2 separate regions of the Hordeum vulgare genome follow, and region 1 is linked to region 2. The links are chromatin contacts, called in public Hi-C maps. All regions are on one chromosome and are shown on one strand. Each heading gives the region's core, a stretch centred on a gene start, on an enhancer-like site or on the middle of the called end of the contact. The rest is flanking DNA. Distances are from core to core; before and after follow the strand shown.

The links. A called contact is a pair of places that touch in the nucleus more often than the background predicts.
Region 1: a Hi-C map of leaf shows a contact between it and region 2, with 7 times the contacts expected there. The contact joins the promoter of LOC123448610 here to the enhancer-like site in region 2. A contact is called at or near these places in 4 of 6 Hi-C or Micro-C datasets (leaf and seedling).

Annotation. Positions count from the first base shown.
Region 1 is chr4H:355,864,795-355,870,368 of MorexV3_pseudomolecules_assembly, forward strand. It overlaps LOC123448610 (beta-adaptin-like protein C), which reads left to right and starts at 2,574. Exons shown (of 15, transcript XM_045125565.1): 1 at 2,574-2,903; 2 at 3,927-4,124; 3 at 4,244-4,357; 4 at 4,449-4,699; 5 at 4,785-4,920; 6 at 5,082-5,261; 7 at 5,347-5,439. The coding sequence starts at 2,817.
Region 2 is chr4H:355,349,540-355,355,672 of MorexV3_pseudomolecules_assembly, forward strand. No RefSeq gene overlaps it. Among protein-coding and RNA genes, the nearest start is that of LOC123450525, 280 kb to the right of the region's middle. Within about 2 kb of position 2,387, at least 3 of the 3 cell types and tissues checked have open chromatin away from gene starts, as enhancers often do. A contact at or near this core is called in leaf and seedling, where this site is marked.

The sequences.
Region 1 (5,574 bases), core at 1,324-3,823, 520 kb after region 2:
TATTATTTATTGTTTCCCCCCCCCCTCTTCTTACCGGTAGACCCCGAGACTGACGCTGCTACCGGGTACACCTACCCTCGTGACGACCAGCCCTTTGCCGCAGATTAACAAGGAAAGCAAACCCCCTTGATCATCCCTATATCGTCTATGTCTGTCTCCCTCATGCTTGCATTAGTATTTTGCTACTGTTGTAGTTAGCTCCTATATCTGATGCATAGCCTATTTTTGATGAACTGCTACTTTCAGTACTGTACCTTTAAACTGTTTAGTATAGGTGGAGCAGTCATCCCCTCTGACCCCGTAGTCCAGTTGCCCCACTTTGTTTTCAAGTCCCGATCCCCGATCGACGAGCTAGACCCGACACAACACTTACACCCCCTTAGTTGTGCGGCGCTACACAGATAGTATCGGGTACCGAGGGTGACACCTCAGGAAGTACTCCTGATGATATCTCTGTAGTACAACTAGTCGGTCGTGGTTATCGAGGGTGATTCCTCTTTCACCATTCCCGACGATGCCTTTGTCGTGCAACCCCTCAAGTGTGGGACCCTCGAGGGTGATTCCTCTAGGTCCACCTTGACGGTTACATCGTTCGGGATCCAACGAGGGTGATACCTCGGATTCCCCCTGATGTTTCTATCACACAGTTACTTGATCATGTTACTGGGATCTTTGATGAATAGATGTTAGGCAGGTGGATCCCCGTGTGTTTGTGTCGTTGGCTTAATTAAAATGATAATGAATTTGGGTATTTGATCTAGGTTGGTCGGAGACCTTTTCGCACTAACCGGCTACGTGGGAAGAATTATGGGTACTCGATGTCGCGGTATCAACTGAAGCTCTTCAGACGTCAGCGATGTAGCGGCGCGCGCCCGAGTGGTCCTGAGATGCATCGCTCTTGTATTAAGGGGTGCTAGGACTGACATCGGCCGCCCTCGCATCGTGCAAGAGCGTGGAGGGCAAGTGGGCCCACGACCCCTTTGTGCTTAGGAGTTAGACCGTCGGACTGGCCTCTCTGTTGAGCTTAGGTGGGGCTGTGACGTGTCGATATTCCGAGGCCGGGCATGACCTAGAAAAGTGTGTCCGGCCAGAGTGTTATCGAGCGTGACGGGAAATTTGGTGCACCCCTGCAGGGATGAAAATTAGCTATTCGAATAGCCGTGTCCATGGTTACAGGACGACTTGGAGTTGTGCCCTGATCTTATACAACTACAATTGTTACTTAACTGAATTTAGTTGCCCCGGGATTGCTTCATCGCAGGGAGTCGAGGGAGGATCTCTGGGCATGACCTTATATTAATATTGCTGCAACAATATGACTATTTAATTGTGTTACCTTGCTCTACTCTCGTCTATTGCTGCAAGACCCTAAAGATGATAGTCTTCGATAGGAGTAGGCCTTCTCTCTATTCTTACTTTGTTGCAGTCAGTCCACATAAAATCCCCCTTCTTTGATACTGATGCATACTTAGCATAGTTCTGATGTAAGTCTTGTGAGTATTTCGAATGAGTGCTCACCGTTGCTTTGCTCCCCCTTTGTCCCTTTTATCCGTTGTTGCGACCAGATGATGGAGCCCAGGAGTGGAGTTTCCTGCCGATGTATGCCATCCTGATGGTGTCTTCTACGTGGAGGCCGCTGAAGACCAGGAGTAGTTTAGGAGGTTCCCACGCAGGAGTCCTCGCCTCGTTCGATCGTGTTTCTTTTGTGCTAGCCTTCTCTAAGGCACCCCAAGTGTATGTGTGTACTCAGATATTGTTGCTTCCGCTGACTCATGTGTTTATCGAGCTTCTGTATTATAGCCCTCGAGGCCCCTGGCTTGTAATATGAAGCTTTATGTTTTATTTTGTGTCTAGAGTTGTGTTGTGATATCTTTCCGCGAGTCCTTGAGTTTGATCGTACGCATTTGCGTGTATGATTAGCGTACGATTAAATTGAGGGCGTCACATCGACGTTCATATGACACCACTAGATGAAACATAACATACATATCATCAAAATATTAAACGAATACTAACCTCACATGATAGTTTATAACAAGACTTCTCACATGTCCTAAAAACAATATAGCTATTCACAAACCATGTTGTTGTTCTATAAGATCAAAAGAATATTAAATATACTTAAGAATCTGAACATATAATTTTCCACCAAATAAGACTTTGTTTAGAACCACTCACGTTATAATAATCCAGCTTTTATAATCTATACCGTCTCCCAACAAGACATATTATATTGTAGATTATAAAACTGAATGAACAAATTATTAAAAACTCACAATCTACTCTATCTCGGAAAAATCAGATTATAAATTGCTAATGTCCCATTATCCTTGTAAAGTTGAGGGTAATTACTAATTTCTATCACCTTCATCCTCCTCCTTTTTCCTTCTCAACGCGTGCACAATATAGATATGTCATTATGCAGTGTAAAAATCTGAATTATAATTTATATAATCTGATCTTCAAATATACTCATCTAGATTATTTTTATAAACTTGATTAATAATTTATCTTCGTAATCTGAATTACCATAATCTATTATGATTTCAAAAAGACCTAAACAAACTACAATGACCTGCGAGCAGCCGATCAGATCTCCACTGTCGTCTCCCTCCCGATCTGTCTGATCTCCATAACTCTCGCACGCACGCACACCCGCCTGGCTCCCCCTCGCCGAGTCCAATCCCATCCCATCGCGCAGACAGGCAGGCCGCCCGCCACCGCGCGCATATCGGAGGCCTCCATCACGAACCCCGGGCTCCGCAGCCGGAGGCGGTGACCGGTGTGTATTTGGCAGGTAGGCTCGCCGGGGCGATATGAGCGGGCACGACTCCAAGTACTTCTCCACCACCAAAAAGGGGGAGATCCCCGAGCTCAAGGAGGAGCTCAACTCCCAGTACAAGGTCACCTCCTTACCTCGCTGTCTCTCCCCTGTCCATCTTCTTGTGTGATTTTCTGTGCCCGAGGATTGGTTGGCCTGGATCCAGATCTGGCCAGGGTGTTGGGGGCCCACGCGCTGTTGGTTTGAGATCTGCGAGTTTTTGTTGGTATCCCACGGGATTAGGTTCTGTTCCGAGGATTGGAATTTGCGGCAGAGTGACGATCTCGGGGTCATTTCTTCAACAAAATATGCTTAAATGTGCCGAATTCAGTGCAGGACTGGGTTATATTTGTTCAGGCGAACTTGTGTTTGAATTGCTCTGGAGCGAGATGAATGCACTGAGTTCTGATCCATCTCGAGGCATTTCAGTGAAAGCAGGATTAAATCAAACACAGTGACTGCTCGATGTCTGGTTAGCCAGGCTGTGAGGGTAAAGGAATAAGTTTTAAATAAGGTAGAAATTTTGGAGTTTATGTGTGGGCCCGTGCATTACCTCATCTAGTTTATTCTTTATCTCCATGGCTCCAGATATGCATCAATATGGATTGGTGTAGCTGTAGAAATGGCACCTTGCTGCTGATAAAAAGGTGTTTATCCTTTATATTTATCTATACCATCTTTGCGGCTTTCCGCACATGGTTAAAACAGCAAGGAACATTGTAGTCTCTTATCACTTCTCCATGTTTTGCAAGCAAGACATGCTACATCATTTTATTTTGGTGGTCTAGTGGATTTGAGATGCCATCTTTACCCCCGGTCAGAAAAATATTCTGTCCCTGTTCCGGCTACATTTTGCAGTGCTGCACTTTTGCTGTAAAATGCGTGTTCTAATGCAAAATTAGTGAACACTTGTACATTATCAGTGCTGCACATTCTCAGCGATGAAGTATGCTATGTAGCAATAATGGTTGGATTATGTACTGCTGTCAATCATTCACCAACCATAAATCCCATTTCTTTGTTTCCTAATTTTAATGCAAGAATAAATGATGTATTATGTGTTAACTTCTGGCATCTGAGGCTTTGGTGGAAACATGGTTTGCAGGATAAGAGAAAAGATGCTGTCAAGAAAGTGATTGCAGCAATGACTGTTGGAAAAGATGTCTCATCATTGTTTACGGATGTTGTGAACTGTATGCAGACTGAGAACTTGGAGCTGAAAAAACTAGTATACTTATATCTCATCAACTATGCTAAAAGTCAACCAGACCTAGCGATACTTGCCGTGAACACATTTGTTAAGGTGGGAAATTATAACCATATACTACCAATGCACATTTATGCAGAAAAATAAAGCTGTATCATGTGTGAAACAAACCATGCAGAAGCAGCAACTGATAAGAAGATCCAAAACTTTTGCAGGATTCACAAGATCCAAATCCACTGATCCGTGCTTTGGCTGTGAGGACAATGGGTTGCATCCGTGTAGACAAAATCACAGAGTATCTGTGCGACCCTCTTCAGAGATGCCTCAAGGTGTCTATTGGTGCTTGTACACTTCTTTCCAGAAAAAAAAACTGTCTTCCGTTGAATTAAGCCTATACTTGTGTCTTGAATTTTTTAACAGGACGATGATCCATATGTGCGGAAGACAGCAGCTATTTGTGTTGCTAAGCTTTATGATATAAATGCTGAGCTAGTGGAGGACAGAGGATTTCTAGAAGCCCTCAAAGACTTAATTTCTGACAATAATCCTATGGTGGTTGCAAATGCTGTTGCTGCTCTGGCAGAGATTCAAGACAGTAGTGCTCGTCCGATCTTCGAGATCACCAGCCATACATTGACAAAGCTTCTGACTGCTCTGAATGAATGCACAGAGTATGATGCAGTTCTTGCTATATTCAGTTCTGAACCCCCATATTTTTCTAGAGTAAGCTGCTTATCATTTTTGATAATTTTGCAGGTGGGGACAAGTTTTCATTCTTGATTCTCTGTCAAGGTACAAAGCAACAGATGCAAGGGACGCAGAAAATATAGTGGAACGAATTACACCCCGTCTTCAACATGCAAACTGTGCAGTTGTTCTTTCTGCTGTCAAGGTACATTAGTCTGATTCACGTGTATCTGAACACAGTAAAGTTTTAGAAAGTGTTGCATGCAGTTGTGTGTGTGGTATTCATTAACCATAGATTGGCACAGTGCCATGTGTACTTGTAATTTTGCAGTAAGAGTTAACCTGTTGGCTATCTCTTTCACACAGATAATCCTTCTACAAATGGAGCTCATTACAAGCACCGACGTTGTCCGGAATCTCTGCAAGAAAATGGCACCCCCTCTGGTTACTCTACTGTCGGCAGAGCCTGAGATTCAATATGTAGCATTGAGAAATATCAATTTGATTGTTCAAAAAAGGCCTACAATACTTGCACATGAAATTAAGGTGATATTTGTTTGTCTTCGAGCTATTCTTATTCATCAATCAATGCCATTGTGTTTCTGTAACTCAATATTATGTTTGGCAATAGGTCTTCTTTTGCAAGTACAACGACCCAATATATGTCAAGATGGAAAAATTGGAGATTATGATAAAGCTTGCCTCAGATAGGAACATTGATCAGGTACATAATCTTATTTCTTATGTACTCCCTCTGTGAACAAATATAATAGTGTTTAGATCACTACTTTAGTGATCTATAAACGCTCTTATATTTCTTTACGGAGGGAGTACTAATTTACTGTTGATTCTGGTTATG
Region 2 (6,133 bases), core at 1,137-3,636:
GTTGCTCCATGACCTCGAGGAGAAACGGTCAGTGAACTGAGTCAAAATCTTTTGAAATGTCCAGCTTCACGAGTACCGTAGGGTTTTTGAGCGCATGCAATCGCCTCGCCATATTCTGGACTAGCATGAAATTATTGTATAGCGATCTTCCTTTTACAAAGGCACTTTGATGATTCCCAACCAGGTTTGGCAGCTCCACCACAAGCCTCAATGCAAGCACTTTATCAAAGATCTTGACAGCCCCATGCACCAGGTTGATAGGCCTAAAACCCCCCATGTCCAGTGTCCCTTCTTTCTTCGGCAAAAGGGTCACCAGAGACCTGTTGATCGCCGCCATGCCTCTAACATCTCCACCACAGAAACAACTCATTGCAGAGATGAAGTCATCTCGTATGATATGCCAGCAAACTGCATAGAACCGACCCGTAAACCCATCCGGCCCCGGCGCTTTATCCGGATGCATAGCCTTGATCACTTTCTCCACTTCCTCTGGCAAGAACGGATCCTCCAAATGAGCCAGATCCCGACGCGGCAGCCCAAGCGCCTCCAGGTTGAGAGCATCGGTCCGCACCTCACACGAACCAAAAGCCATGGATTAGTAATCATCCACAGCAGACGCTACCTCATCTTGGCCTGAGAATAGATTCCCGTTATGGCGCATTTATCTTAGCGTGTTCTTCCTTTGCCGGTGGCTCGTCTGCTGGTGGAATAGATGTGTGCTCCCATCCCTTTCCTTCAACTGCAACAAGCGCGATCGTTGCCTCGCAATGGGCCGCTCCAGAGAGCATAACCCCAAGAGTTTTCTCTTCAAACATCTGCGAAGCTCCACTTCCGTAGCTGATAATTCTCGGTAATCCATGGCGATATCCAGCATGTTGATCACCTCCAGAGCAATGCAAATCTGCAGCTTCACATTGCATAACCACCTGTCATTCCATTTTTGTAGGGCTTTAGCCGTTGCCTTCAGCTTGTTGTGTAATGTAAGATACACATTGGAAGCGAGCGGAGTTCAGTTCCACGCCGTCTGCACTGTCTCCATAAAGCCCTCCACCTTGACCCAAAAAGACTCAAACTTGAACCTCTTCCGCGTGAACACTTCCATGTTCAAGTCTAGCATCAGTGGACAATGATCTGATATGGCTGTTCCTAGAGCTGATAGAAAACAAGTAGGGTACGCCTCATCCCACTCATTTGAGACAAAGACATGGTAACTCTTCTCAAGTGTTGCATGCTGCCTCTCATTCGACCAAGTGTATCGCCGCCCATTAAGATATAGCTCCTTAAGTTTGAGCGCGTTTAGCTTCGCACCAAATCTTCCCATCATTCTCTGGTTAATCAACCCGTTGCTCTTATCCTCCTAGTTCACCAAAAGGTTGAAGTCACATGCCACGAGCCATGGCCCAACGTGCAAGTCGCGAATATCCACCAACTGTTGCAAAAATGCGACCTTTTCCCGCTCATGCTAAGGTCCATACACACAGGTTAACCACCGTTCCTGCTCACCCGGTGACTTAACAATTGCCGTGAGCGAGTTTTCGGTATAGTGGGGGTTGGATAGCTGAGTGACCATATCATCCCACGCCACCAAAATACCACCACGTGTCCCATCAGCCGGCAAGTAGAAGAACTTCCCAAATTTATTGCCCAAGCATTGATACACAAGTGCCAAAGACACATCCTAGAGTTTTATTTCCTGCAAGCACACAATGGCCGCCCTCGCTGCCACCACTACTTGATACACTGCACTCCTCCTGGCCGGGGCATTTAGACCATGCACATTCCATACAAATACTTTCAGAGGTTGTGAGTTCACTGTGAAAGACTACATGCGCCTGTGCCCGTAGCTCGTCACACATTGTTGCCACGTTTGCCTGCAATGCAGCTGCTGCGCCTGGCTGCACCGGCGTGCCCAGCACCACGTCCGGGCCAGTCACATGCGCCTGTGCCTCAACCTCATCCGTCCTCGCATCTTCACGGGGGGTGTCCATGCATGGCATCTCCATCACTGGCTTGCAACTCGGCGTGTTGCATGCACGCGCGCTAGGGGGGACGTGCTGCATGGCTGTGTCCCATCTGGAGAGGAAATCCCAGTGTCCTCGGGATTTCAGAGCACGTCTACCAAAAGCTATCCGATCCGAACGGTCCCACCACAGCCAAGGCTACTGCATGCACCCCGGTCCGGAGCCACAACGCTGTCCACGATCATGCGGTTGGGGTCCGTAGCGCCAATCCTCGATCGCCACCTGAAAAGATGTACGGAAGCCTGAGAAGAGACAGGTTGCACCTCCTGCGGTCTTGGTCGGGGAACCTCCTATTGTCCCACTAGCAGACGAGGGGTGACAGGAGAGGCCTAGATTTCCACTTCCTCCTCTTGACCGGTCTCCACGCAGGGCCGCACCTGGTCGCACGCGTTTGGCTCGAAGCTACTAGCGCCTCCTTTTGGCAGGGCACCACGCCCAAGGCTGGCCCAGCGACAACAGCCACACAGCTGCTGCTGACGTGCCCAGCGCCCGTACCCGAGGCCGTATGAATACGCGCGTGCCTTCCCGACGATTGCGTCACCGTTGAGGACCGGGTCGTGCTTGCCGCAGCTCCACCAAAGCCACCGGAGCCGCCATGGTCACGAGCTCCACGAACCCCAAGCCGGGCTCCAGCCCCCTCATACCACAGATCATCACCACCCGAAGGCGGCAAGGGCGGCGGCGGCGGCGGCGGGGGCACATCCACCACATCAGAATCCACCTCCACTAGCTCCCCAAGAACCGTAATGTCGATCGGGTACCATAGAGTCGACGCACATTTGCCAACAGGCACCTGCTCAGCCGCCGCGCCCGCCTACAGATTCCGGCGCGGCTCGTCAATGAAGAGCAGCTGGTGCCGCGGGATTCGCTTTGGCCGATCCGTATGTAACCACACTCTGAAATACTCCATATCATGGCGACGCGCCGTGCTCTTATCCACGCCCACCACATAGCCAAGACCCCACAGGATCACACCCGCCGTCCACTGGCACCAGGCATGCGCAGGGACACCACGGAGCGACACCAGGACGAGGAACGGCAAATGTGTTGCCGTGGCCTGAGCCTGGCGCAACCAAGGGCGCAACTTTAGCTCGAACTAGGGTGCAGTCATCCTCTCTGCGCGGACCATCCTCTCCGGGACCGCCCCGTCATGGTAGAGTACCAGGAAATCCTTGGGGTAAAACGCCCGAATTGACATGGCCTCCGTACCAACTCCAAACTTCGCGTGGAGCGCCGCTGCTGCCGAGGCCAGGTCAACCGCGGGGCGCGTACCGGCAAAGGTGACAAGCACGACACGGGTGAGCTACTCCTCCAACCGCGAGATGTCCTCGGACGCCTCCAGGAAGCATGCTTCCACCGGCTCCACCGGGAGAAGTTCCCTCGGTGCCAGCTCCACGCCACACGGGTTGAAAGGGACGGAGAATTCCGGGCCGGAGACCAGGCCAGGAGCCTCCGGCCGTGTAGGCGCCACAACGGTCGACGGAGCCTGCACCACATCGGTCCACAGGCGAACAACCCCAGGTGGCGGAGGGCCCGGGGTGGTGGTGGAAGGACAATGGTAGAGCGCCTGGGCGAGGCAGGGGGCGAGGGAACCGACGCATCGACCGCAGGGGCAGCCCGGGGCCGAAGGGCCAGCGGGGGGCGCGGCTGGTCACCGGCGAAGGACTGCGTGGACGTGTGCACCCACGCGATATGTGCCCATCTCCACCACAACGGACGCAGAAACTCGGATTCCGGCACTCCGCCGAATTTAAAATAGGATGTATACATGATACAATCCGAAGGTTTTGTCGATCGAACTAACGCTGGTAAAACATGCAAGATCATGAGATCCATTTATGGATTGAGGTAAGTAGCTCGGAGTTCAAATATTCATTTTTATAAAGTCATCGTTGACCTTAGATTCGTCAAGAACGAAGAGGACTATTGTTTGTACAAGAATTATAGTGGGAGCTGAGTAGCATTTTTGATCTTGTATATGGATGAGATACTGCTGATCGGAAATGGTATTTCAGTGATGAACCCAGTCAAGGAATCATTAAATCGCAAGTTTTCGATGAAGGACCTTGGAGAAGTAGTGTACACTTTAGGCATCAAGATCAGTAGCGATAGATCGAGAAGGCTGCTCAACTTAGGAAAGAGCACATACATAGACAAAGTGTTGAAGCGGTTCAACATGAGTGATGCCAAGAAAGGGTTCTTGACCATCTCACATGGTATAAGGCTAAGCAAGGCTCAGAGTCCTACGACTTCTAATGAACGAAACTGGATGAGTAGCATTTTGTATGCTTCGGTAATAGGATCCATCATGTATGCCATGCTATGTACTCCACCTAATTTTGCCTATGCAATAAGCTTAACAAGCAGATACCAAGCAGACCCAGGTGAGAGTCACTCGGAAGTGGTGAAAGCTATTCTAAAGTACCTAAAAAGGACTAAAGAGATGTTCCTAGTTTATAGAGGTGAGGAGGAGCTCATTGTAAAGGGTTACTCTCATACTAGTTTCCAAATCGACAGTGATGATTGTCGATCACTAACTAGATTCGTGGATGTCAAGAATGGAGGATCAGTGAGCTAGATGAGTTCCAAGCAAGATACGGTGGCCGACTCCACCACAGAGGTCGAATACGTTGTAGCTTGTGCAGCACAAAGGAAGGTGTTTGGGTTCAGAAGTTCCTGGAAGATCTTGGTGTGTTCCTGGGCTGGTAAAAACCGTTGGACCTTTATTAGATAATTCAGGTGCCATTGCACATGCCAAACAGCAGGGACAACACCACAAGATGGGGCACATAGAGCGAAAATATCACTTGATAGGAAAGCTCGTGTAGAATGGTGATACTAATTTATGTAAGATCCACATGGATGCGCATGTTGCAGATCCGTTGACTAAGCTGCCTCCACAACCCAAGCATGAGGGGTATGTTAGAGCTATGGGCATTCGATCTCTATTTTTTTTGACTATAGTGCAAGTGGGGGACTCTTGGAGATATGCTCTAGAGGCAACCATGTATGATGATATTTCCTATGTGTTTATGAATAAAGATAGTCCTTGGTAATTATCAATTATGTGTATTAACAAGTACTTGAGTTGTTTGGGACACTCTACATTGTATGATGACTGTCATAAATGTTCCCTAGTCGAAAGGGTTGTGTGGACGCGCAAGCAATCAGACTAGCATATGATACGGTGGATGGTCCGATCTCACCGACCATGTGGCATCGGATGCTAGCCGTATAATATGAACTCAAAATGATCTAGTCAGATTTGACATAGTAAGATCCGAGTAGAGATAAGTTCTAAGTTGAAGAGACACAACTATGAGACACAACGATAGGTCATCTGTGAGTCTCTGGTACTGCATACTTTCAATATCCTCAGACCTGAGCTCGCGCACGTACTCGGGATGGTGACAGATATGCTTTGGGTGGACCAAATACTACTCTATAATTGGGTAGTTACAAAGTAAGGTTTCGGGCTTGTCTGGACCCATGATGCGAGACATGGTCGAGCAAGATGGGATTTGCCACTCTGATCAGAAGAGATATACGGTGGCCCCCTCAGATGATCCAACCTAGAAAAGCATTGCCATGCGATGAGGATTAGGAGATAATCTGAAGTGTTGGTTGGATTTTCCAGAATGAGAAAGAGGTCGTGCTAATTGGACAACTGGAGTAGGCACACTTTGCTAGAGGACGCTACCGACTAGCCGAGTCGGATATGATCCGACTCACGACCAAGTAAACGAGAACCTAAGGGGTTGCGCTCTTAAGGGAAGGAACTACTTGTGGGCTTTAGGATCCGTGCGAGCCCCAAGAGTTGAGTTCGCATCGGATGCCTATATATAGTGGAGGTGTCGCACACTATTTCAGTTGATCACTTTGGCGCCTTCATTATGGCTTTGCATGTGTTGCAACTAGCCACCTCCACTCATTGCCGACTGTGTGAACAAACCTAGCAGTCCGCCGCACGATGTTCCTCCTACATGTGAGATACCACTAGAGGCGGTGTACTTGTGCCGCTCCGGCAAACCTGTATGTCGGATTTGATGACCTGTTGTTCGAGGAATATCGGACGAGGACGAGACGGACCTTGCGGATGTGTTGCCACAACT